Linked DNA regions of Mus musculus: region 2 is linked to region 1. A link is a contact called in public Hi-C data. All regions are on one chromosome and are shown on one strand. Each heading gives the region's core, a stretch centred on a gene start, on an enhancer-like site or on the middle of the called end of the contact. The rest is flanking DNA. Distances are from core to core; before and after follow the strand shown. Region 1 overlaps Inhba (inhibin beta-A). Region 2 overlaps Gm31711 (a long non-coding RNA gene).

Region 1 (3,119 bases), core at 527-3,026:
AACGCTGGAGAGGTTTTCTTTCTCACCTGTCTTTCCTCAATATGGCTCAGGAAATAAAGTCTCAATGACCAAGGTTTGGGGAACTGGGTCAAAAAAGGAACTAGTTAAGGAAGTAGGACATGGACAGAACTAACCTGTCTAAGGAGCTGGTGGGGTACCAAGGCTTCCTGTGGGTGAAGCCACCAAGCCAGCTGTCTCCTCTCCCCCCTCCCCGAAAGAAGGATGCCCAGGTCTTGCACAGCTTTCTTGAAAACAGAACATCTGAGTTAACAGGCTTTCAGGATTGGAAATTTTGAGTGTTGCCTTAATTGTTTATACTGCTGCAGCAAACTTTTAAACAAAATGCTGGGAGTCCCTGCACACACTTCACTAGCCCATATGCTCCACCAAACAAAACAATGGCATTCCTTTCAAATGGCTTTGGCAAGGGATCCTATTCCTTAGCCTGGCATTTAACATGAAAGTAAAGAGGTTTTAGAACATCTGTGTGCCCGGTCCCCACAGATTGGCAGTAAGATCTGTATCCTCATGACTGGAGAGGAGTTCTCAGTTTCGAGCCTGGGCTTTGGACAGGTATTTTTCTCCACAGCAACAGGTTAGTGTGGTCCTGAGCCAATGATTAGAATCCATGAAAGTTTTTCCTCTTAAGGATTGAGTCGTTCAGCATAGGGTCTGAGAGCCCATTGTCAAGATTGTATTCCTTGGCAAAAAGTAGTTAGTCACTTTACAAAAAATAAAATTGAGTTGGGGGTAAGGTTCGCTGGCTTTTTGTTGATGTCGCTCGTTGCTTCTGTTTTTATTTTGTTTTTGTTCTAACAGCAAAAGTTTCAGTGTTCCAAAATTAATCACTAATTCAATACCCTACGAGTTGCTCTTTGCTTCTTCGGTGGGTTTTTCATAGAGGTAGGTTTTCCAGAGGTGAAAATGATTGTCACTAATAAATATGCCCAGAGTCTGGCTCCAATGTGGCCCCAGATCAGACATTTAAAGGAAATTTGTTCTCAGACAGAGCCATCATCAGTGCCTTTGCACTCGGCCCCCAGGCTCTCTCACTCCTACCCCAGAAAAACTTTGGATGGGGTCCAGATGCTGCCTCTGCACCCCCAAACCCCCAAATGCCCTGCTTTCATCTGCCTGATCAAATCTGGTTTCCTAGGCAGGGCAGTCAGGGAGCCCCAAGCAGACTGCTTTCCAGCTCCAGACTGGCCCAAGAGCTTCCTCTCTGGGTAACCGCTGAGTTTATTTAGCAAGTGTAAGCTAGCCATTGCGGGGCAGGGCTCCCTGGCAAAGAAGTCCTTTCCCCCTCCTCTGCCACTCCGGCGCCGCCGCCACCGCCACCACCTAATAACTAATAACCTCCCCGGACACTCTTGAGCTGGAGGGAAAGAAGTTCCTGCTAGGACTGTCAACGAAATACATTTCCCCGCCCCCGCCCCCACTCCCAATGCCAGCACCCACCTGACTCGGCAAAGGTGATGATCTCCGAGGTCTGCTCCATGAGTTCATTCATTTCGGCCCTCCTGCCAATGTCGTCCTCTATCTCCACATACCCGTTCTCCCCCACTTTACCCACATGAAGCTTTCTGATCGCGTTGAGAAGCGCCGCCTTGGGCACCGGCTGGGTGACATCGGGTCTCTTCTTCAAGTGCAGCATGTTTAAGATGTGCTTCTTGACAGCCTCTACCATCTCTGGCTGAGAGTTAGGTCCATCCTTCGGAAGGGTGGCCAGCGCACAGGACGGGCAGTCCGGGGCTGAGCCGTGCCCCTCGGATCCTGGGGTGGGGGAACTCCTCACTATAATCCAGCAACTTGCCAACAGAAATCCTCTCAGCCAAAGCAAGGGCATCCTGGCAGCAAAAGTCGTGTGGTTGCCTTCTTTAAAGGCCCTGCTTTTCCTCCCCACCCCTCACGCACAGGTTTTTTTGGACTTTTTTTTTCCTTCTCCTCTTCAGCAAATTCTCTGGAACAAGAGCAAAAAGTTTTCTGTGAAGTTTTGTTTGCAGGTTCCCTCTCTGAATGCAGTCAGTGCTGTAGGTTTGTGGCTGTCAGGGAGGAGAGTTCTGACTGTCTCCGAGTAAAAGAGAAGGAAGGAGGGAGGGAGAGAGGGAGGGAGGGAGGGAGGGAGAGAGGGAGGGAGGAAGGAAGAGACAGGGTGGGGGGAGACAGAGACTGAGAGAGGATGGGAGGGAGAGACAGGGAGAAAAGAGAGAGGGGGAAGAGAAGACAGAGGGAAAGGGGGAGAAAGAGGGACAGCAAGGGAGGGGGAGGGAGAAAGGAAGAGAGAAGGAGAGGGGGAGGGGAGGGAAGGGGAGGGAGTGAGAGGGAGGGAAGGGAGAGAGAGAGAAGAGAGAGAGAGAGGGAGGGAGAGAGAGAGAGAGAGAGAGAGAGAGAGAGAGAGAGAGAGAGAGAGAGAGAGAGGGATTGGCCCTAAGTGAGTGAGTGAATGGGAGAGGGAGGAGGGAGGGCGTCTGTGAGTATGAGCTGTGACTAGGGAGGAGGGACAGCCCGTTTCTGACAGGCTGCCTTCTTGCTGCTCCTTGCTCCCTCACACACACCTCTCTTCCAATCCTGCCATTCTCTGAAGAATGGGGGGGGGGGGGCACTCCAGTCCTTTCTACAATAAATTCTTCTAAATCGGTTCACTTTTAGTCTAGGGGTTTCTTTCTTTCTCTCTCTCTCTCTCTCTTTCTTTTCATCTTTCTCTGCTCAATCCTTTTCCTTGCCTCACCTTTTTTCTTTGGAGGGAGAAAGGCAAGCAAATTAAATGCACTGTTTCCATTCACTGAGATGGCTAGATAGGAAAGTGTCCCCAGGTCATCTCCCATGGCTTTGCACTTTCCTGGAGTAAGAACCCACCTGATCCTGCTGTGGGTCTGAGGGAGGTCCTCAGATTGGTAGCACAGGTCAGGGGTCTGGGACTGGGGCAGAGGGGCTGCCTGAGACAGCTGGTTGTTCTGCCTGACAGAATCCAGAACCATTCATTTGGGCCATTCATTCATATTTAAATGTCCAGGGTCCTTAAGCCAGCCGGGAGATCTTATGGGACCTGGAGCGAGCGCAGCAGAACTTTTGTCTGGGGTCATATAATACACTCTGCTTTTGCCAAGTGGGCACCACAG
Region 2 (3,004 bases), core at 488-2,987, 230 kb before region 1:
GAAAATGTTTCCTAAGGCTCATTCATGTGTTCAAAGCTTGAGTTGAGTGAAAGGTAAAGGATACTGGAAATTTAGAAGCTGAAAGCCAGTTGCTAAGAATGGGCCCTGTACTCTTGTGAGGCTATGACAGTGCCTGGCAAATATAGAAGTGGATGCTCACAGTCTTCTATAGGATGAAACATAGGGCCCCCAATGGAGGAGCTCTACCCAAGGAGCTGAAGGGGTCTGCAACCCTATAAGTGGAACAACAATGTGAACTAATCAGTACCCCCAGAGCTCGTGTCTCTAGCTGCATATGTAGCAGAAGATGGCCTAGTCGGCCATCATTGAGAAGAGAGGCCCTTAGGTCTTGCAAACTTTATATGCCCCAGTACAGGGGAATGCCAGGGCCAAGAAGTGGGAGTGAGTGGGTAGGGGAGCAGGGCGGGGGGGGGGGTTTAGGGATTTTTAGGATAGCATTTGAAATGTAAATGAAGAAAATATTTAATAAAAAATTAAAAAAAAAAAGAATGAGTCATGTAGGGCATGCCCTTGGAGCTGTGTCTTGTAGCCCACCACCAACCTTCTGCCTCCTGCCTACCATGAAGTGTGCAGTTGTGCCCCGCTCCCCATCATGCATTCTCTCTGTGTTCTTCTTACCAGGATGGGCCCAGCAGCAACAGAGCCAAGTGACTGTGCCACAAAATCTCTGGAATTATGAACCAAACTGAGCATTTTTTCCTATAAAGAAAGAATAACCTGGGCAGTGCTGGCACACGCCTTTAATCCCAGCACTTGGGAGGCAGAGGCAGGCAGATTTCTGAGCTCGAGACCAGCTTGGTCTACAGAGTGAGCTCCAGGACAGACAGGGCTACACAGAGAAACCCTGCCTTGAAAAGAAAGAAAGAAAGAAAGAAAGAAAGAAAGAAAGAAAGAAAGAAAGAAAGAAAGAAAGAGGGAGGGAGGGAGGGAGGGAGGGAGGGAGGGAGGGAGGGAGGAAGGAAGGAAGGAAGGAAGGAAGGAAGGAAGGAAGGAAGGGAGAGAAAAAAAGGGAAAAAAGGAAGGAAGGAAGAAAGAAAGAATAAAAGCATGATCCATAAACCTACAAAGGAAATGATAGAAGTTCCAACATTTGACACAAGAACCTGAAGAACAAAAGCAGGAACAGGAAAAATAGTGCTTTTACTTAGGGTAAATTCTAATTAATGAAAAATCAAAGGAAATCAAAGACACTAGAGACACCGTTTTCTGCAAAACACGTACATGTGAATATTCAGTTCCCTGAAGTTCACCTAGGGAGTTTTAAGAAAAAGGTAAAATACTATCAACATTTTTGCTGTTGGATAATGCTGATGCTTGTGAAACTGGGGGCTCAGTGCTGGCTTTCTGGTGTTGCAAAACTAGCCTCTTCTCACAAGCTGAGAAAAAGACACACACAGAAAGAGATTGGTGGGTAGAGACAGAAAAACTGACAGTCTCTCAATTATTACACATTAACCCAACAGAAGCTAGGAGTTGGGACATATGTAGCCTCCTTAATGTACAGCTCTGGTCTAATAGAATATCACCTGGAGATAGGAAGAAGGCAAATGAGATGAATAGGGTCTCCCTGAGGCCTGAACTGCAGTAGAGACAGAAACATCTCACCTTCTTTAGTTTATTCTTGGTTTGCTGTTCCTAATTTTGCCCTTTGTTGATACCTATGCTGTTATGCACCAGACTTCAGAGATTGGACTGTGGCCTCTGTCTCCTTGCTGATGCAACATCAGATCTTGCTCTATATGTTCTGGGAAATACCAAAGAAGAGGCAGTTTCCTTGCACTGTTACAAAACAAACTAATGATAAATAAGAAAGACTACATTTGCTTTCATTGCCTGAGGCTGTGCCACTGCCCATACGCATATGATGGGGCCAAGAGAATTTGGGCCAGTATGGTACAGATACAGAGAGATAGACAGACAGACACAGAGATAAGACAGAGACAAACTGACAGAGACACAGAGAGACAAAGAGAAAAGATTACAAACATGTTTGATAGAATTCATATTTCTTAATAAAAAGTGAAATAAATCAGTCAAACATGTAATGAAGTCCATTTCCCAAACTGTACATAGAATGGGTGCCTCAAACTATCACTCACAAAGGCAACAAATGAAATGAAGGGGGAAAACCACTTCCCTAAAACTAAGAATATGAGTATCAGTAGACACCTTGCCTACAAATAGTTGGCTAAAACAAAACAGATTCCATGTCTTCTGTGAGCTTTGTGTTTTTGATTAGTTTGTTTGTTTGTCTTACTGATTTTTTTTTGTTGTTTGTTTTGATTTCAGTTTCCAGAAGGTGAAAGAATGACCTATCACCTTCCAGCATTATGATAGCTGACTAATAGTGGCGAAGCTTCCAGGTGAGTGCCAGCTGCATGTCTCAGTGTTATGACTCTAGTATGAGCTGTCTTCAGCCATAAGGGTCTTAGAATAAAGTTCTAAAGGGAATCTAAGAGCAATACTTGGTGTGTATGAGACATCTCTAGACAACCCCGAAAGAAGTAACCCCTTTCCTGCTTAATGCTGTGCTTTTTATTTGCCAGCCTATGGTGTTTAGTAGGAGCAATTTTGTATCCATTTACAGGGTAAGGCCACGTAAATTATTTTAATATATATACATCAATTGTTTTTTAAAATTTAACACATTTATAGCTTTATCCAAAATAAGTTCTAGGCCTACAGTAACTTTACAAATATTTAACAGGGGAAATAATGACATATTTGAAGGCCTAGAAACACATGTCACCTTGATATCTGAGAATATGTTCTTCATACAGTTAATGACTTTGAACTAAAAATTCCAAAGAGATCTTTGGAGGACAGGTGGTTATCGAAGAAACCATAAAATATAAAATTAAATTTGAAAAAGAAGTAAGCCAAAGTAGCGAAGAAGTTTTAAAACAAAACAAAACAAAACAAAACAAAAAACAAACAAAAAACACAGATTTGGGGCTGAGATTTTTGCTCAGAGGTGGAGAAT

What was found. Hi-C and Micro-C count contacts between places; a contact is called where the count stands out from the background.
Region 2: a Hi-C map of ECoMG-derived neutrophils shows a contact between it and region 1, with 4 times the contacts expected there. The contact joins two enhancer-like sites. A contact is called at or near these places in 4 of 39 promoter capture datasets (the 3T3-L1 cell line, 3T3-L1-derived adipocytes, embryonic stem cells and 1 more), 1 of 15 datasets of contacts at CTCF or cohesin (pro-B cells), 9 of 484 Hi-C or Micro-C datasets (ECoMG-derived neutrophils, the HL-1 cell line, the MC3T3-E1 cell line and 6 more), 1 of 115 datasets of contacts at active chromatin or transcription factors (bone marrow-derived macrophages) and 1 of 9 other capture datasets (adipose tissue).

What each region holds. Positions count from the first base shown.
Region 1 is chr13:16,016,023-16,019,141 of GRCm38.p6, reverse strand. Inhba (inhibin beta-A) reads right to left here. Exons shown (of 5, transcript NM_008380.2): 4 at 1,459-1,960. The coding sequence starts at 1,846. It also overlaps the pseudogene B230303A05Rik. Among named protein-coding and RNA genes, the nearest start is that of Inhba, 5.7 kb to the right of the region's middle. Within about 2 kb of position 1,776, at least 74 of the 459 cell types and tissues checked have an H3K27ac peak or open chromatin away from gene starts, as enhancers often do. A contact at or near this core is called in ECoMG-derived neutrophils, where this site is marked.
Region 2 is chr13:16,241,959-16,244,962 of GRCm38.p6, reverse strand. It overlaps Gm31711 (a long non-coding RNA gene), which reads left to right. Exons shown (of 9, transcript XR_382099.2): 3 at 2,311-2,384. Among named protein-coding and RNA genes, the nearest start is that of Gm31711, 18 kb to the left of the region's middle. Within about 2 kb of position 1,737, at least 4 of the 459 cell types and tissues checked have an H3K27ac peak or open chromatin away from gene starts, as enhancers often do. A contact at or near this core is called in ECoMG-derived neutrophils, where this site is marked.